Regions from separate parts of the Zea mays genome. Here region 1 is linked to region 2. The links are chromatin contacts, called in public Hi-C maps. All regions are on one chromosome and are shown on one strand. The core of a region is the stretch at or near the end of the contact, and the rest is flanking DNA. Distances in the headings are between cores, read along the strand shown. Region 1 holds the start of LOC100383440. Region 2 holds the start of LOC100276227 (Protein LNK1).

Region 1 (3,552 bases), core at 258-2,757, 420 kb before region 2:
ACTTTGTATTCAAGAGGACCCCCGATTGAAAGACATTTGCTCATCCAGAGAGGTTCTTCATTACAAAGTATGTACATGACACTGAAAGTGATCTAAGAATGAACATAGTTCCAAACCCTAGAAGGATATTATGTATAGATACTAGCAAGACAAATAACTAAGAAAATGTAACATAAGGACCCTGTTTTTCTAATCAGGTAAGAAAGAGATCGCCAGATCGAGAAAGGGATTTTGAACTGTTTAGAACAGGGTCAGCATTAGGAGCATAACTAGAAACATATCAAAGCTGCAAAATTCTCAAACGAAACTTGAAAAAAAAAATATCTAGCGAACCCAGAAGCAATTTTTTTGCGCATCATTGGGAGGAAAGGATAAGGAAAATGTTTTTTCTGATCATTGTTATACTTATTTCTGGGGTGATCTTCCTTGAATCTGTTTACAAAATGGCCATTTTTTTATGAAGTGGTACATAAAGTTAACTATTTCACTTCATGCACGCTACCGGTAGGCTCCAGGTTCCCCCATGATAAAAACTAGTAAGGCCTTGTTCGGTAAACTTGTGCAATCCATAACCGAACAAGGCCTTAGTGGATACCCTGAAATCCCACTATGGATTTAATCTGGGTATGTATTGGGTGAATTCATACCTCACACCTAATCCCATGGTGAGATTAAATCCATCAACTAATCCATGTGTCTCTCAAAGCTAGCTATTCTTTTGATCCATGGATTCTAATGTAAACTTGTGCAATATCTTCATTGATTTGTTCCATACCTAATGAGCTATGGATAGAATCCATGTCTTCCATATTTTAAAAAATTCCCAAACCCTTAGATTATATTCCATGATGGTTTAACCGAATAAAAAAATTTAAGTAGTCTTAGATTATTTTGGGGGCACCGACTATGACATGGATTTAATTCCAATCCATACTAAACCAGAGATGTAAACGAACAAAGCCTAGGTAGTAACGATAGTCATGAATGATGAACCAAACAGCTGATCCCCAGGACTTGTGCATTTTCGCACGTTTTGACATCGATACTGCTGCCTAGCTTGCGCAAGTGCATTCCCATTCCCTTGCCTTTCAGAACTGCAAAATTCTGCTGGCCCACTGACATGTAATGATGTACTCTAATAAATACTAGATAGGCAAGGCACCCACGTCCCAGGACTCGGACGCGGGGACATAATCCGTGATTCCTGGCTACTACTAGTAGTACTAGCTAACAAGGAGGGAGCTAATCGCAAAGATGGTAGTAAAGCCGAAGACGAAGCGAAGGGGAGAGGTGCGGGCGGGCGGGCGGGGGTAGCGCACCTGCTGACGCACGCGAGGCGTCCGATGTCAGCGGGCGAGAGGATGTCGACGACGGCGCAGAGCACCTCGTCAGGGAGCACGGAGAGGGCGCCTAGCGCCGCCTCCCTCCGGTCGTTGCCCGCCGCTTCCATCGCCCCCCGCCCCCCGGTCGGGCTGGTCGGTGGGTTGGGTTGAGGCGTTGAGCAGAGAGAGAGAGACAGAGCCCAAGGCCGGGCGTGGGAATTGATCGGACTTTCTTCAGATCGGTAGGAAATTGCGCGTGGGAAACAAGCAGGGGGACGCGCTGGACCACGCGTCCACGCGGCGCGGGGGGGGGGGGGGGGGGGGGGGGGGGGGGGGGGGGGGGGCTTATTTATAGGGAGCCTGGGGACCGTATTCGGGCTCTGGGCGTGGGTCCCTTTCTGCTTTGGCGCCTGCAAACTCCGGAAGCCAAAAAAAAAACTTCAGTTTATTTATTATACGGAGTACTATGTTGCAAACACACCAGACCAAGCGGCCATTAGTTGACAGCCTCCAAAAATGGTCCAAATAATGCTTCAAAAGAAAAAACGCTACTCCCTCCATTTCAATGTATTCTATGTGTCTAGATTTATAATAATTTATTTGAGTATGGACAAAAAAATGCTAAAATGACTAAGGGTTCCATGACACTAAATTGTAATCTCTCTTTTTATAATCCCTAAATTACCAAAAAAATAGGACTAAAGGGATGGAAGAAAAACTGATTTATTCCCTTTTGATCCTCGTATTTAGTAATAAAATAGACTAAAAGGGAGGGAACCAAGCAGCACTCCCTAATATATTGGAAAGGAGAGATTTATTTTATAGCGCGAGACGAATCAAAATGTATAATAAACGCGAAAATTGCGTGCAGACAGAATCAACCTAGCACTACCGCACATGTGTCTCGACTCTAGACAGAATTGTAGTCGATATTGGAGATCGAATCACATCCTCCTCCATCTGTTCGGTTAGCTCGCCTGCTGGCTTGTCAAGAATGTACGGCAGGCGTGACTTTTTGAGCATCTCACACACCACACACGGAGCAGGAGTATGTAGGGATGGTCATCAACACAGACACGGTAAAACAGGTCTAAAGACGAGTTGAAGGAAACAGTTGACGACAGCAGCAATGGACTTTATTAATTCACAAAGCCAACTCCGTCTATATATGTGGCAGCAATAGTATTATTCAATCTCTTATGAGCTGCAGCTACGTACAAAAAGAAACAAATAGAAGAAGAAGGGAAAAAACGACGTAGAATGCAGTAAATTAAAGCATTACATACTACATAGCAAGGCAAACGACAACGTAAGATTCTCCTACCACACCCCTGCACTGCACCCTGCATGCACACAGCCAGCGTGCAAGACATCAAAAGCCAAAGGGCGGCAAGGGCAAGATGCTGCCGCCGAGCCCAGACGCCACCGACGACCGCCGCATCCTCCGCTTCCTAAGCTTCTCGGCGAGTATGAAGGCGAGCTCCAGGGACTGGGACGCGTTCAGCCTGGGGTCGCATTGCGTGTGGTAGCGGTCTCTCAGGTTGTCGAAGGTGACGTTGCTTGACCCGCCCGTGCATTCGGTCACGTTCTGACCGGTCATCTCAAGGTGGACACCTCCAGGCTGGCTTCCCTCTTGGTCGTGCACATCGAAGAAGGCCCGTACCTCGGCCTGTAAATATATATATGCATGCATGGTGTATCACATTCATATTGGTTTGAGGAGTACGACGTCGACAGAAGAAGAAAGAAGAAGAACCAGAATGGAGTCAAATGGCCGAGTCTTTCGTCCGCAAGGAGTCTTGATGGTGTTCCCGTGCATCGGGTCAGTGATCCAGGTGACACTCTGTCCAGCCTGGCGGACCGCGCGGATAAGGTGAGGTAACTTGACCCTGATGTTCTCTGCCCCCATCCTTGTGATGACGGTGATCCTCCCGGGCTTGTTCGTCGGGTTCAGTATGTCGATCAGCTTCACCAGCTCGCCGGGCTCCATCTTGTCGCTCACCTTGATGCCAAGGGGGTTGGCGATCCCCCTCAGGAACTCCACATGGGCGCCATCAAGCTGCCGGGTGCGCTCGCCGACCCAGAGCATGTGGGCGGAGCAGTCGTAGAAAAGACCGGTGGTGGAGTCTTGCCGGGTTAAGGCTTGCTCGTAAGGTAGGAGGAGGCACTCATGTGAGGTCCAGAACTCGATCATCGTCGTCAAAGGCTGGTCCACTGTTAGCCCAGCTGC
Region 2 (3,150 bases), core at 474-2,973:
AACATATGATTGCGACTAGGGCAGTAGGGCATGATCCATGATCCATCAGAGTTCAGCATTATTTGATCAATCCTACAGTTGTAGCGTGTCGAATGTTGAAATTTTAAACACAGGTCAACTTACTTCACCAAAACAGGCACTAGGCACTTTCACGTATGAGGGGCTAGCCACTAAATCCCCACTCATCTATCCAGAGCAAAAACAACTGTGGATCTATTATGGGTGGCAAGCGCACTTCAATGAAATAAACGCCGAACCTGATTACATAATTGATGCTGAGTATCAATAAATAAAACTAAGCCACTCGCGCTAACTAGGCATGGAACGAATTTGAAGCATAACTTAGTTAGCTTGAAATGCGAGGATATAGAAATATTACTCATTCTTACATCAGTTGATAGAAATGAGAATGAACATGCATATTGTACCAAGAATCTTATATACACACAGGCTCAAACCATGGTGGGCCAATTTACTAATCTGTACACTTGCTGACTTGCACAGCTTTTATGGATTTGGAAGAAAAAAAAATCCTCGCGCACACTGACCTACTGTTTTCCCCGATTTTTCACTTATTGAGTCCACTAAATCTAAGAACACTGGTATTTCTAAATTGCTTTTTCCCGAAGTTGCAAACAGATACATACCACATCATTGGTTATAATCTCATGTATAAAACGGAGTGGCTGAAAAAAGGAGTGAGATGCTATGTCCATCAAGGATTTCATGAAACTTTTCACCAAAAGAGAGAGGAGGAATTCATGAAACTGAGATTACCTCACGCACCCTCCAATCTGGCATCCCTACCAATTCTATCCGGGTCCGAAACTATACCAGTCCACCGGATTTGATATCATATTCAACTCAGGATCCCCAGTTCTTGACCAACTCCTACAAACCAGAAGTGCAGAAAATGAGATGAATTACCCGGGAAAAAAATGAAAGGAACTGTGAACTAAACAAACAGCCATATTCCGAAACAGGTCGCTACAACAGTACTAATATTCGAAACAAAACTACCGCAGCCACGTTCAGTTGCCTGGCGATACGTTGGGGTTCAGATCAAACAGCGCGCTAAAACATGTGCTGCATACATCTCACCAGAAGGGCCTAGAAGTCTACAAGAAAGTACAAATAAACAGGGGGTGGACATGTTCTCACCTTCCGGAATCGAGAGCTGTGGATCAGAACCTGCAGGAGCAAGGATAAATCATCAGTAGGAAGAAAAGTCAGCAAGCTGTAGAAGCCACTTCACCGAAGATCCACAAATCTTTTTTTTTCTCTCTCCTTTCATGACCAGAGAGAATGAAGAGGAATCACAAGAACACCAAAGGCCAATCAAACACTAGGTAGCGCGCACAGAACCGCCAGAGAAGAAAGGGAAAAAGGAAACGGCTCTAGGACCCAACAGAGGGGGGGAAGAATCCCAGCCCCCACAAAAGACAAGAACAGCACCGGGCCACCTCAAATCCGTCGCCCGAATTCGCGTTCAGGAACGAGCAGAGAAAGAGGGGGAGAAGAACCCAAGAACGGGATGGATCTTACAGCTTCTACTTCGGAAGGGCGCAGGCTTGCTCGCTCAGCTGTCCGCTCCACGGGCCGCTGTCTCTAGATGGTTCTGAGACTATTCTTTTTTTTTCACTCGCTCTAGCAAACAGCAGGAGTATTTTTTTTTTTCGTTTTTTGTTTGGCAGGATGGATGAGAGAGACGACGAGAGGAGAGATGGGGCGAGCGTCTTGAGCTCCGAAATTAGCAGAACGATTTTTTTTTTTTTTGCAGATAAGTGGAAGAAGGGAGAGAGAGAAAAAGGAAAGAAATTGTTTGGCTTTGGCGCGTATGCGCGGCGGGGTTGTTTGCTAAACTAGCGGCTGGGAGCGGGTGTGGTGGGCCCGGGGACGGTGCCGAGGTAGTGGACACGAGGCGCCGGTGCGATCCGATCAGTTGCCGGCGCCCCATTGGCTGGACCAGTCCACATCGGCGGGACCCGCGGGACAGCGGGGCAAGTTGCCGTGCTCCATTCCCAGCCGAAGCAACAGCGACGCCCGACGTAACCTAGCATGCGGGTTTCCCGGACATGCGCTGCGGTTGAATCGCGTCTGGGCTCGTTGGCTGGCTTTGTCATTGTTTGGGCCAAGGCCGCGTGGGAGATCAGAAGCCCACCAGAGCATGTCCCACTCCATCCCATTTATAGTACACTCAACAGTCTTACATGACCATTTTCACGTGTTTTTATTCATATCTATCTATATATCTATATCTATCTATATAAAAAATCGAAGAAATTATAAAATACATGTCACCTAAAAATATTCTCTCTATCTAAGGTCTTCTTACTTAAATATATGTTGAAGTAGATTGATGTAGGATTTAGTTTAAACTTCACACCAATCTATTCCAATGTACATAGATTGAGGTGGATAAACGAGCATCTCAATAAGCCCTAAAGTCTCTATTTATGGATGTGTTTTAGATTTATAAATCTTACGGTGCATCTAAGTTAAAATGGGTTATTTGGATCGATACCTTTACAGTTTTCATTACTATTTATCTATTTAGGACCTGTTTAGAAGCAACCTAGTTTTTAAAAATCCAATTTCTATCTTCTATTTTTTAGAAACTGGTTTATGAGAAAAAAAACTGATAATGTTGTTTAGAACCATCTTAGTTTTTATAAACTTGCTTTATCTAGAGCAGGCTAGCTTCTTGGTTTTTAAGAAACTGGGAATCCAATTTGTATAAATTAGAGCATAAACTAGTATACTAGTACAATGCCCGTGCGTAAGTGCGTTGCGTCGGCACAAAATCTCTACTCCCACCGAACCGAAATCAACAACACATTCTTGAGATGTCCCTCGTTCCCTCCATCGACAAAATAAGTCTGAGAAATTCTATACTCTTGTTTTGTATTGGGTCCGCCCCTGCGCTCGATCACCGGCCACAGCTTCTTGAGACCAGTTTTGATCTAACCTTTGCTCGTTGGTGCTCTGCCTCCTTAGGCCTTGTTCGTTTGTGCCGGATTGATGGGTCGGAACGATTCCTAACCGGATTGCTCTCTAATTTATATAAACTTTGATTAGCTGGAACGATTTCATATGCAATCCGACACAAACGAACAAGGCCTTAGCACTCCACACGAGCTGCGGATTTCT

The links. Hi-C and Micro-C count contacts between places; a contact is called where the count stands out from the background.
Region 1: a contact with region 2 is called in a Hi-C map of bundle sheath, with 1.8 times the contacts expected there. The contact joins the promoter of LOC100383440 here to the promoter of LOC100276227 in region 2. A contact is called at or near these places in 3 of 25 Hi-C or Micro-C datasets (bundle sheath, ear and tassel).

Annotation. Positions count from the first base shown.
Region 1 is chr1:67,929,998-67,933,549 of Zm-B73-REFERENCE-NAM-5.0, reverse strand. LOC100383440 reads right to left here and starts at 1,507. Exons shown (of 16, transcript NM_001176090.1): 1 at 1,320-1,507; 2 at 1-81. The coding sequence starts at 1,450. LOC100274492 reads right to left here. Exons shown (of 4, transcript NM_001353618.1): 3 at 3,079-3,552; 4 at 2,464-2,991. The coding sequence ends at 2,695.
Region 2 is chr1:67,506,468-67,509,617 of Zm-B73-REFERENCE-NAM-5.0, reverse strand. LOC100276227 (Protein LNK1) reads right to left here and starts at 1,723. Exons shown (of 11, transcript NM_001363291.1): 1 at 1,546-1,723; 2 at 1,162-1,191; 3 at 778-891. The coding sequence starts at 801.